Linked DNA regions of Mus musculus: all the other regions are linked to region 2. A link is a contact called in public HiChIP or PLAC-seq and promoter capture Hi-C data. All regions are on one chromosome and are shown on one strand. The core of a region is the stretch at or near the end of the contact, and the rest is flanking DNA. Distances in the headings are between cores, read along the strand shown. Region 1 overlaps Gm30938 (a long non-coding RNA gene). Region 2 overlaps Gm46609 (predicted gene, 46609). Region 3 overlaps Ttc7 (tetratricopeptide repeat domain 7).

Region 1 (3,753 bases), core at 752-3,251, 130 kb before region 2:
CAACACAACAAAGCGTGACACCTGTGAGCTGACTAGAATCGTTCTGTTATTAGGAAGGGAAAGACCAGGACAAACATCAAGAGTCACATCAAGGTGGCAGCAAGAGCTGGCTGCCCACCCTTGAGGATTCAGCACCAGTACTGACTGACCTTGACACAAAATTTGCCTCCAAATTCCACTGGGGAAATAGACAGGGACAAGGTCATTAAAGTCACACCAAGGGAGTTTTAGGGGAAGAGAAATGAGAGTCACTCCGAGGTTTTGTGCTTCGGTTTGTTTAACAGTCTGAAGCTTACGTTGGTTGTGAGAGTGACAGAGACTGGCTGTTGCCCTGGGTTCTACACATTGGCAAGAAAAATTCTACTGAAAGGCACAACCACGGTAGGCTAAAAGGAAAAGGTATGGGGCCTGAGACGGCAGTGCAGCTCAGTCCAAGCAAAGACTGAAGCCAGGAACTTAGCCGTTGTGGGAGACTTAGAAAGTTCTCGGCACAGTGTGATCAACCATATCTGTGTACGAAATGTCAGAGCAAAACTTATTTCTCTGCGTGCTCACCAAAGATAATCTTTTAAAAAGATAACAAATCCGGATGCTGGTGGGCTCACACCTTCAGTCCCAGCACTCAAGCTGCAGGGGCAGGCAGATCTGTCTCGCTGAGTTACAGTCCAACCTGATCTACATACTGAGTTCCAGGGCTGTATAGTGAAACCCAAACCATACATTTGCAACTATAAAATTCATGTTTCAGCTATGGGAACTACACCCACCTCTCCCACCACCCCTCTGCTGTGTGAACCAGGTCTACCTATCATCCTTCTCAAATATAGATTCCAAAATGCGGCCTTAGTCCAGTCAGCTATTATCTGGGTCAGAGCAAACTGTGATAAACAGCTACAGGGAGCCACCTCCTAAGGTGCAGTAAGACATTTACAGACAGGAATGTTTTACGCTAAGTGCGCACCTCAAAATGCATCTACTGGTCATGCTGGGAGGCCTACACTCAGAGGAAAATGGACAATAAGAAATGTTCTCAATGAAGCAGAGAAGTAAATGGAAAATGTAGGATACAGTTAACCCAGCACAGTCACTATGGAAGGCAGCTTTGCGTCCCTCCATAAATAACACATAAATAAATCTCCACACTCTGACAACTCCATTGCTGGGTATAAAACCTAAGAGAACTGAAAGCGGTTAAACAAACTTGTTTACAAATGTCGATGTCTACATCATCCACAACGGCGGAAAAGAATGAACAACCTAAATGTCCATCAAGGAATCAGTGAGTGACAATGGCCATTCAGTGGACTATTGATTATAGAGAGAAGCAAATACTGGTAGATGCCAAAGTGTAAATGGATCATGAAAACAGGAATTCAAGGCCAAGGGTTAGGAGCCCCGCCCCGCCCCGCCCTGCCCCACCCCGCCCCACCCCCATCACATGCAACTTCAGGAACAGAAAGGCAGAGGATGAGGAACGAGGAGGTGGAGAATGACAATGTGTACAGAGGTGTCACTGCAGTTCAGAGCATGATCTGCTCAGTCCTGGAGACCCCCAGGAGACCGCCAGAGACCACAAGGCCAATGTAGGCACATTAGAGTTCAGACTTGAAACACAATCCTCCCCGCAAGACCGATTAGGAATGCAATGCTCAGGTCTAGGGGCTTAGGGTTTATATAGGGGAAATGCACAAACAAGCTGGGGCCTTCAAGAACTGATAGCGTTTTGTTTTTTGTTTTTTGTTTTTTGTTTTTTTTTCCCAGACAAAAAAGAGAGACCGTATATCTAGAAAAGGCCCTCTTTGACCTGGAAAGGAGTAACTCGTTCTGTTATCAGTGGCCGGCCAGTGCGGTCTTTCCTGTTGTTGCGAGCTGGCTGTAGCTGTTTTTGACTGCTGGGAACGCTCGGTTGTCTCTTTCCCAGAGCCTAAGGGTGGGGGTCTTATCACTTCAAGGACATTAATTCTCTGCTTTCTCCAAAAGACAGGAGATAGCGATGCTGGAGGGAGAACTGGCTGCACTGGGGGTGGGGAGAGAAGGGTGGCTGCTGTTGCCTGACTGCCCCAGGGCTTACACTGAGGGGGAATGCTGGCTGCCTTTTGTTTCTTTAAGCATATGGCTTCAGAAGACAGGGGTTCAGACCCCAGCATCCTTAACAGGTGGCTCACAGCTATCACAAACTCTAGCACCCAGGCATTCAATACCCTCTCTGGCTTCTGTAGGGGCCAGTATCTACATGATGCTCATACATGCAAATAGACACAAATACATACATACACACCAAATAAAATAAGTCTTAGTGGATAGAAGATCTCCATGTGGGACCATTTAAAATGTTGAGCTTGGGTGTATGTTAAGCCTGAGAATCACAAGAGAAAGACCGGTTCCACAGATACTAGAATCCTAATCTTGTAAGTCATAATAAATCTAAATCCTCAGTGGATTTACCGTATAAGCCAGGAGACACTATCACTATCCCTGTCACTATCCCTGTCACTATCCCTGTCACTAACCCTGTCACTATCCCTGTCACTATCCCTGTCACTATCCCTGTCACTATCCCTGTCCAAAAAGCCCCTAACTCTCTCCTGCTTCCTCTCTTCCTCCATCCAACCCAGAAGTCCTGCCTACTCACCCAGTGATTGGTCCCTTTATTCATTGGGGGTGGGGTGGAGTTCACAAGAAGTCACCTGAGTATGCGACTCATCCGTTTGGTCCAGACAACCCTTCCTGAGAAAGCAGAATTAACATCAAAATACAGGCATCACCAGGGCCATTCACAACAAAAGGGCAAATCCATTAGACTGCCATAGTTTTCCATCAGGGCCAATCCGGGACAAGCACGCATCCTAACATATTTCCTGCCTCGGTACCTCCTGTCTACATGTGACCAAGCACATCTGGTTGGTGCAGTTGGGTCAAACAAACTTGTTTAGGGGAGTGAAAACATGAACAATACCCCCTCCACCCCCGGAATTCAGGAAGTGTCTGCCTTTGGGCCAGTGGTTTACAGGTTAGAAGTATTTTTATTCCATGGATTTCTTAGGCACAGTAGTTAACTCTTAAAACGTAAGCTGGTGATCATGTGAAGTGGTGCACACCCTGAATCAAGATCTCAAGATCAAGGCCAGTGCGGATCCTGTCTCAAAAGAACCAACTAACCAACCAACCAACCAACCAACCAACCAACCAACCAATGTCTGTAACTGAGAAGCAGTGATAGTTATATGCCATTTGAAACAGCAGGTATCTCCTGGGCTCCACACTTTAAACTGGCCAAAATGATAAATGTGGGTTTTATCACAATGGAAAGGGGAGAGGGGGCCTGCAAGATGACTCCCTTAGCAAAAGCATTGTTCCCTCTCTGGGGTCCACAAGGTAGAAAGAGAACTGACTCTTGTCCTTTGAGTGCCATGCATCTCTCTGTCTCTGTCTGTCTCAGTCTCTGTCTCTTTCTGTCTCACAGACACACAGACACACACACACACACACACACAAAATCAATCAATCAATCAATCAATCAATTGTACAAAAGCCCTCTGAGAGACTAATTACACCACTACCCTAGAGTAGCCTAGTTGGAGACTTGGGATGATGTCACTTACTCAGTCACCATGAATGGCGGGCGCATTGTGTGCCAAGTTGTGCCGGCATCAATCACATGGAGAATAAAATGCCCAGCTCCCAGCCTGTGAGAGCTAATGGATGGACAGACACAAAAATATATAATTTTTGTTTTTGAAGAAAGGTTTCTAC
Region 2 (3,898 bases), core at 1,099-3,598:
TTCCCTCCAGACCTTGAGTCAGACCCTAAAGCTCTCGGTGAGTGCGCAACCTGAGAACTTTATCAGGGGAGGGTTTTGTTTTGTTTTGTTTTGTTTTGTTTTTAAAGATTTATTTATTTAGTTTATTTATAGGAGTACACTGTAGCTGTCTTCAGACACACCAGAAGAGGGCATCAGATCTCATTACACATGGTTGTGAGCCACCATGTGGGTGCTGGGAATTGAACTCAGGACCTCTGGAAGAGCAGTCAGTGCTCTTAGCTGCTGAGCCATCTCTCCAGCCCATCAGGGGAGGTTTTAAGTGTCCCTAGATACCATGAAAGCAAAGTTTATTATTGGTTCAAACTTTTATATTTTGTTTATTGTGTGTGTGTCCTGCGAATTGTATGGCACAATGCATATCACCACAGGTATGTGCATGTCAGAGGACAGTGGCCTGAAAACTGTACCAAAAGGTCACGGATCGTGCTGAGTGCAGGGTGACCCCAACACATTGGAACAATAAATTCCTCTTACTTTTTGCACTGATTCCTGGCTCCACGTGGTTCACTCAGGGGGTCCCTGGTAAGCTACAGCTCGCCACAGACTTCCAGCAGGAATCATCCTCTCCTTCCACCTTCTGGGTCTTAATGCTCCATGGCCCAACCTTTAACTGCTGAGGCATCTCTGGGCTTTGTTTGAGTTTTAAGACAGAGTTTCCTCTGTTTAGCCCTGGCTGCCCTGGAACTTGCTCTGTTGACCAGGCTGACCTTGAATTCCTGAGTTTTGGGAATAAAGGTGTGTCTTAAATTTTTTAAAAAAGATTTATTTCTTTGTTTTATGTATGTGTGCTCTATCTGCATATAAATGCCTGCATGCCAGAAGAGGGCATCATATCCCTGGAAATGAAATTATAGATGGTCATGTGGATATTGGAAATCTAACCCAGATCCTCTACAAAGAGCAGCCAGTCCTCTTAACTATCAAGCCATCTCTCTAGACCCACCTACCTTCATTCTCGTGAATTGGAACTATACAGCTGAAACCAGTATAAATTTTATCAGTGTCTCTAAAATGCTTGGTTAGCAGGGCATGGTGGTGCACACCTGTAATCCTAGCATTCAGGATGCTGAGGCAGGAGGACTGCTGGAACTTTGAGAACAGTTTGGGCCACATATCAAGACACCATCTTTTATTCTTTAAAAAAAAAAAAAAAAAGCCTAGACATTGGGCTGGGGCTAAGAGTGGCTTTCAGAGGTCCTGAGTTCAATTTCCAGCAACCACATGGTGGCTCACAAACATTTGTAATGGCACATGTACACACACACACAAATTAAAATAAAAAGGCAATAAATATGTTTGGTGACTTTTTTTTTTTTTTTTCGAGACAGGGTTTCTCTGTGTAGCTCTGGCTGTCCCGGAACTCGCTTTGTAGACCAGGCTGGCCTCGAACTCAGAAATCTGCCTGCCTCTGCCTCCCAAGTGCTGGGATTAAAGGCATGCGCCACCACCGCCCGGCTTTTGGTGGCTTTTGTTAATACTCTAGCATAGCATCAGGCAACTTGAAGGTATCTTTTTTGAGATATTTGACCATCCAAGTGCAGCTACATAAATTCTAATCTCTGCTGGGCCCTATCTACAGAAACTGGCACTGCTTTGCTTAGCAACTGTAGGGAAATCTCCTTTGGAGAGATTCTAGGAGTGGTAGGGAACAAGACAATGGAGACTCTCACCACGCCCTGGAGGCCGCAGCCTCACCGGAGAGAACTGCAGAAGATTGCCCGGGAACCTGGAATCCAGGAGGTGGGTGGAGCTGGCAGCCATTGTTCTTTGAACATTCAAGGCCCTGGAACCTAATTTGCTAAACTAGAGCTCAAGACATAGATATCCCTGTTTAAATTCAAAGCCAAAAGACACCCAGAGGTTTTTTGTTGTTGTTGTTGTTGTTTTTTTTTTTTTTTTTTTTTTTTTTTGAGAGTCTTATCCTGTTTCTTAAGCGATGTTCCCGCCATAGGCTTCCTAGGTAGGGGGTCAGAGTCCCCCACCCCTCACCCCCGTGCCTTTCAGCCGCTATACCGCAACATGGCCAGCAGGAGGCAGCACTACATATCAGAAAGGCAGAGAACTACCAACGTAAAAAAATAAGAAGAATTGAAGCCTTTGGAGCAGCTCTCTGGTTTCATAATGTTGTCTGGGGAGGGGGGAGGGGGCGGCTTTGCTTTCTTCTGCTGCCTAAATCTGGGAAACCTAAAGCCAGTTGGGAATAATTCTGCTGCTTTTTGTGATAGAGGAAGCTGATTTATTCCCTCATGCGCATGGGCATGAGCAAAACATGACCACCGTACAAGAAGGGCATGCGCGCGTGTGCTCGAGCCCCCCCCCCCCCCAACACACACACACTTCCTCTTCCTCTGTCTAGAGTTTCTCTTCCCGAGCCACTTTAAATTTGCTCTGTAACGCAAGTCTTGGCTCCCTGTTAAAGGAATGCTAGGGATCAGTGAGTAGGGTAGGGAAAACGTTATTTTCAGGAAATGCCCAACCATCCCAACATACCTACGGTCAATCCTACTTTGAAGGCAGGTCAAGCCAGTATCTGATTTCTGAGTTCCTGATCCAGAAAGACAAGCAGCTCTAACTGCAGGCCCAGTCTCCCTGCCTGGATCCCCCCACCGTGGAATCTCACCGAGCTCCCACTCTTCTCAGTACTAACTGTAGAGACTTTCCAGGCCTGTAGTCAGAGAGCTCGGGGTGACTGTCCAACATAAATGCCAAAGAAGTCCCTGTGCGGGATGCTGTCTTTGCCCTGCCCCAATGGGCATGTCCAAGCTACTGTTTGGAGACTTCGAGTTCACCAGGCCCTCCCTCTGCCCTTTGAACCTTCCTGGAGCCTGTGGCTTTTCTCTGGTTCTTGGATGGTTAAAGGGGCATTTCCATTCCGCCTGCTTTCCTCACCGTTGGCCTCTGTGTCTCAGGTGGCAGGGTGTGGTCCCAGCTAGAGGCCTAAATGAAAAGGAAAGACAAAGAAGAAAAAGAAAAAGAAAAGGAAAAAAGAAAAAAAAAATCCCATTCATCATTCATGACGATCCCACAAATGAATGTGACCATTCACATTTTAACAAGGGGAGCCCCCACACCCCAAGGCATTGAACTGTACATGTACAGTGGACTCCAGCTTTTAGAGACTAAATCAGCTAGTATCTATCTACCCAGAGGGCAGCTGTGGTAGGCTGGCCGGCTGTGGTAGGGCAGCCCTCCGCCAACCACCGTTTCCTTCTCAGCTCATGCAGTGACCTCACTCTCTGGTCTGTTCACAGGCTCTCCCACGAAGCCTTTGAGGTTCGTCAGCTTCGCCTCAGCCGCTCCGAGTGTACACTGGCCTGAGTTCTGGGGAGCTACCTCAGCTCTGGTTTTCTCTCCATCCATGGGCGTGGGGCCCAAGGCCATGATACCTCACTTTTATGGTGCGGATAACACCTTTGTCCTAGGAACTTTCTGGTTCCACCCACTCCTTCCAGTACCTCTCCTTGCTTTTCTCGGGGACATGAATGGACTCCATTGAGCAACGCTGCATGCTGGGAGGGATCACGTCACACTTTATACCTGCTCCTGCTATTCACTTCTCAGTGTGATGTTTATATAAGCACAGACTCAACCGGAACTCCCAGCCATTCGTGGACCCATCTCTTTGGCTTCCACAGGAACCCTGAAGGTAGGAGGGAAGGCTTGCCATTCTGTAAAAGGGCAGGCAGGCTAAAGGAACAGCCAGGCCTTCTCCGCAGAAGAAATAGCCCGGCCAGTATTCACTCATGTGACTTCTATCTGTGACTGAGAAGGCCTTTCCAGGGAAGCTGCAGTCTGTAGTTATAAGCCTGTTTCAGACAACGAATTTGAGGCCAGCCTGGCCTACATGAGATCCTGT
Region 3 (3,818 bases), core at 909-3,408, 220 kb before region 2:
CCTCCCAGCAGATGAGGGACAAGCGGGGACAGAGGGGGGGACTCTGTGGGGACAGACTGTGGATTGAACTGAGACACCAGTTCTGTGTTCCCACCATCTCCCTGGAGACCTGGAGCCAGTGAAGTGTCAGGAGGGTGCTGATGGGCCCTGGGGGCAGTGCCAGGCTGGGGACAGCAGGTGAGACCTTGCATCTTCCTGTGCTTGGGTCCCACCCAGTTGTCAGGCAGCAAACAGCACTGGGTTGCTACCAAACACAAATGCTGCTGGTGTCAGGGGCAGGTGGCCACAGATCCTGTTACAGGCCCTGGGCCTCCAGGCCTTAGCCTGACCCCATCCTGGCCTGGTGTCTTCTTTCAGGTTCTAAGGTCAGCATGTTGGGGTGGGGGTGGGACATGAGCCAGTTCCACTGCACAGTCCTTCCTAACAGAGGACCCTGCCATCTCCTTCCGTCTAAGGAAGTGGACAGTACTGGCCTCTCCGTGCCCCATGCCCGCTGTGGCCTTCCTAAAGAAGTTGCTGTTGTTTGCTACTGCGAGTCTGGCTGCACCTTCTCCAGATTCATCCTTCCAGAGTTCTCAGCAGCCCTGTGAGGAAGGACTCCCCCCAACCCCCAACTGACCCTCCCCCTCCCCCTCCCTCTCCCCCCAGTTTACAGAGACCCATGTCAGTTTGCTGAGGTCACAGTGCATGTCAGTGGCAGAGCTGGCCTTCTGGCTGCTAAGCCCTGGCCTTTGTTCTCTACTGAGGCGCACGTTCAGCCTGCAGACACATCTGGCTCCTTCCCAAACACCCACACCTTCTCTCTGCCAGCCTCCCTACTTGTTAGGCAAGTTAGGCAAGCGGTGGCAGCGCAGCGTACCACAGAGCTCCTTCCCTGCTCTCTGTTTATTTCCATTTGGTTTCCGCTAAGTTCCCCAGGCTAGCCTAGAACTCTCTTGCCTGGTCAGGTCTTCAACTTGTTATTCTCCTGCCTCAGCCTCCCAAGTGGCTGGGACGATGGGTTTGCACCACTAGACCCAGCTAGAGATTGGGAGGTGAGGGGGGTGGACTCTTCTTACCAATAAAGTTTCCTGTGGAAGGCAGCTCCAGAAAGAAAGCGCAGAGAAGAGAAGCAAGTAGACCCGCCCCACCACCACCCCACACCCCACACCCCACACCCACCCCTCTGACAGGCCCCGCTGGCCACCTCTATCCTCAAGCACTCCCTGTGGGTAGCATTGAGAGGCTTCAGAGCGCTTGGTTTTTGGTACTTCATTTTGGTGTCTGATAGCCATCGGCTAGAACCTTCCTTCCTTCCAGCCTGTAGGCCCTGTTCCATTGTGAGTGAGCTACTTAAGGTCCTGCCCTGGCCATGTGGGCAGAACTGCGTGGCCTGGGCACTACTGGCCGGACAGACGCTGCCTGCCGCTGGTTCTGGTAACCCTGAGTCAGCACTGCTGTGTGCATCTGGTCAGCCCTGTGTGCCGCTACTCCCTGCCCCCACCTGCTGTTCTCCAGCCTCAGCTGAGGCTACCGAACTCCTGGGTCCTTGGGTGTGTCTATGCTTAGGGTCATAGGAGGGTGCCACTCGACGAGTCGGTTGTGGCCCCAGGACCTCCAGCCAGCGCCTCTGGAGACAGAGCTTTCCCCAGTCCTCCTCAGCACCCTCTCTGCTGCCTAATTGGTCATGTTCCAAGCTCTCTTAGGATTTATGAAGTCAGCCATGTACATCTTTCCTGGTGCGTCTCCATAGCAACCAAGGGCCTAACTCTAGGGAGCTTGGGGAGGAGGAGGAGAATAATCCAGCTAAAAATGTGCATGGCCGCCAGTGGGCGGGCTGCAGAGAGGGGGCTTCAGGCACAAAGACAGCTCCCTGCCCCCACTCTGGTCCCCTGCCTCCCCAGGAGATCAGGGTTGAAGATTTATACCTCCACTCTTTGGAACAAGAGAAGTGCTCACTTCTCAGCATCCTGGGATACCTTCACAGTGGCAGGTCAGTAGAATGGTACAGAGTAGCCTTTCTGGGACCTGGAGCCTTCCCCGTGCCCACACCCTGTCCCTTGTCCTTGTCCCTGGGAGGATGGGGGATGTTCAAGACTGCCGGTTTCACTTCCCACCCGCTTTGTGACAATTCCTGGCACTTCCTCTAGCTTACTCTCTTCAGTTCTTTGCAGTGGTCCTTTGAGCTAAAACTGCAAAGCCATACTTCCTGCTCTTGACCGAAGGGGCCTTGGATAGCTGAGTCCCTTTTCTCTCATTCTCTCAGCAACTGCTCTGTGCCCTGATCCACTCCCTCCAGCGCCCGCCCGCCCTGGCACCTGTGAGCGTAGAGTCTGCTGGCTGCTTGGTCTCGGGACCCAGCAGTCCCCGGGGGAAGATGGGCTGCTGAGGCAGGCAGACAAGCACCCCCTCTTTGTCACAAAACTAGATAACCTTCCTGCTGTGGGTGCCCCCTTGGGGTGAGGGGCAGCGTGGCCTGGGCACTACTGAGCATGCTCCAGTCTTAGACAGCTTTTCGTCCACTGACTCATTCCTGCCACCCGGCTTAGATGCCCAGGCCCTGATAAAATGCATTATTTTATTTTTATTTTTCCATTTGTTGAAGAGTGAGTTGGAGGGCTCAGAATTCCCCACACGGGGCCACTCAAAATCAGGTCTAGGCTTAAAGGCCCATCTTTTGAAGACAAGAGGAACATAGCTACTACAGGTTAAAACAGGGCTTGGGCAGGGTCGGATGGGTTTTGCATAAGTAAAGGGCACAGTCATTTGTCTGTGGCCCAGCCAGACCTGAGGGCCTCTCTGGCTCGCCCTGGTTGCTAAGCTCTCCCCACCGGCTCTGGAGGCCCAGGCCTGGTTAACCTCGTCCTCTGCTTCCTTTCTAGGGTCTGATGCTGAGTCAGCTGGGCCACAAGAGCCTGGCCCAGAAGGTGCTGCGGGATGCTGTGGAGAGACAGAGCACCTTCCACGAAGCGTGGCAGGGCCTGGGGGAGGTGCTGCAGGACCAAGGCCAGAACGAAGCGGCCGTGGACTGCTTCCTCACAGCCCTGGAGCTGGAGGCCAGCAGCCCTGTGCTGCCCTTCTCCATCATTGCCAGAGAGCTGTGAGCCTCTGCAGCTGCAGCTGGCAGCCATATACTGCCTGCCAGGGGCGGGGCGGGGGCAGCAGACACAGGCAGGGGGCAGGGAAGGGCGTGTGTCCAGATGTGGGGCCTCAGGGAATAGATGACAAGTGAGCACTTCCACTGGCTTCCATGCCACTTCTCCTCCCACACTCCACACCCTGCAGGCCCAGCTGGGCCTAAGCTCCTGACTGAAGCTGGGGGGACAAGATTTGCATCCAAGGCAAACGCCTCGCCTCCCCCAGAGACTGCCGGTTGCTGGGCACCTCTTAGATAAAAGGTGTGTCTGGGAGCCAAGCCCCTTCCTTGGCTTCCCCCACCACCCCGGGTTTCCTGGTTTGGGATGAACCAATCTTGAGTTTGTGTACCACAGAGATGAGTGCCTTGGGAGACAAACTGGCTTGAATCTCAGCGACTTCACAGAGCTGTGAGCAGACGTGCCGGAGAGCCCCGGATACATTTCCCCATCCGATCTCAGGGCAGTGCAAAGCTTGAAGCCTTGCCCAGGACAGCCACAGCTTGAGGTCCCAGATACAAAGAGGGACAGTGGGCTCCTGGGCTCTTGTCAGCCTGAATTGGCCCTGTTGATGCCTGGTGTTTCCTTTATGGGGAGGTTGCCTAGAGGCTACATGTGATTTCTCTGTACCACCAAGTGCCTTTTGGACTCATGTCGGCCAGGCCTCTAAACACCGTCCCCCGTCTTCCATTTTCACTCACTGTC

Evidence for each region. HiChIP or PLAC-seq counts read pairs in DNA pulled down with a chosen protein or histone mark. Capture Hi-C pulls out chosen DNA fragments and counts their contacts.
Region 1: a contact with region 2 is called in an H3K27ac HiChIP or PLAC-seq map of embryonic stem cells, with 7 read pairs. The contact joins two enhancer-like sites. A contact is called at or near these places in 1 of 484 Hi-C or Micro-C datasets (embryonic stem cells) and 4 of 115 datasets of contacts at active chromatin or transcription factors (bone marrow-derived macrophages, embryonic stem cells, memory CD8 T cells and 1 more).
Region 3: a promoter capture Hi-C map of adipose tissue shows a contact between it and region 2. The contact joins two enhancer-like sites. A contact is called at or near these places in 1 of 484 Hi-C or Micro-C datasets (forebrain), 1 of 115 datasets of contacts at active chromatin or transcription factors (pancreatic cancer cells) and 1 of 9 other capture datasets (adipose tissue).

What each region holds. Positions count from the first base shown.
Region 1 is chr17:87,469,065-87,472,817 of GRCm38.p6, forward strand. It overlaps Gm30938 (a long non-coding RNA gene), which reads right to left. Exons shown (of 4, transcript XR_385891.4): 2 at 3,603-3,695; 3 at 2,633-2,727. Among named protein-coding and RNA genes, the nearest start is that of Gm30938, 3.6 kb to the right of the region's middle. Within about 2 kb of position 2,002, at least 23 of the 459 cell types and tissues checked have an H3K27ac peak or open chromatin away from gene starts, as enhancers often do. A contact at or near this core is called in embryonic stem cells, where this site is marked.
Region 2 is chr17:87,600,028-87,603,925 of GRCm38.p6, forward strand. It overlaps Gm46609 (predicted gene, 46609), which reads right to left. Exons shown (of 3, transcript NR_169183.1): 3 at 2,256-2,979. Among named protein-coding and RNA genes, the nearest start is that of Gm46609, 12 kb to the right of the region's middle. Within about 2 kb of position 2,349, at least 107 of the 459 cell types and tissues checked have an H3K27ac peak or open chromatin away from gene starts, as enhancers often do. A contact at or near this core is called in adipose tissue and embryonic stem cells, where this site is marked.
Region 3 is chr17:87,376,988-87,380,805 of GRCm38.p6, forward strand. Ttc7 (tetratricopeptide repeat domain 7) reads left to right here. Exons shown (of 20, transcript NM_028639.3): 20 at 2,862-3,818. The coding sequence ends at 3,083. Among named protein-coding and RNA genes, the nearest start is that of Stpg4, 49 kb to the right of the region's middle. Within about 2 kb of position 2,159, at least 64 of the 459 cell types and tissues checked have an H3K27ac peak or open chromatin away from gene starts, as enhancers often do. A contact at or near this core is called in adipose tissue, where this site is marked.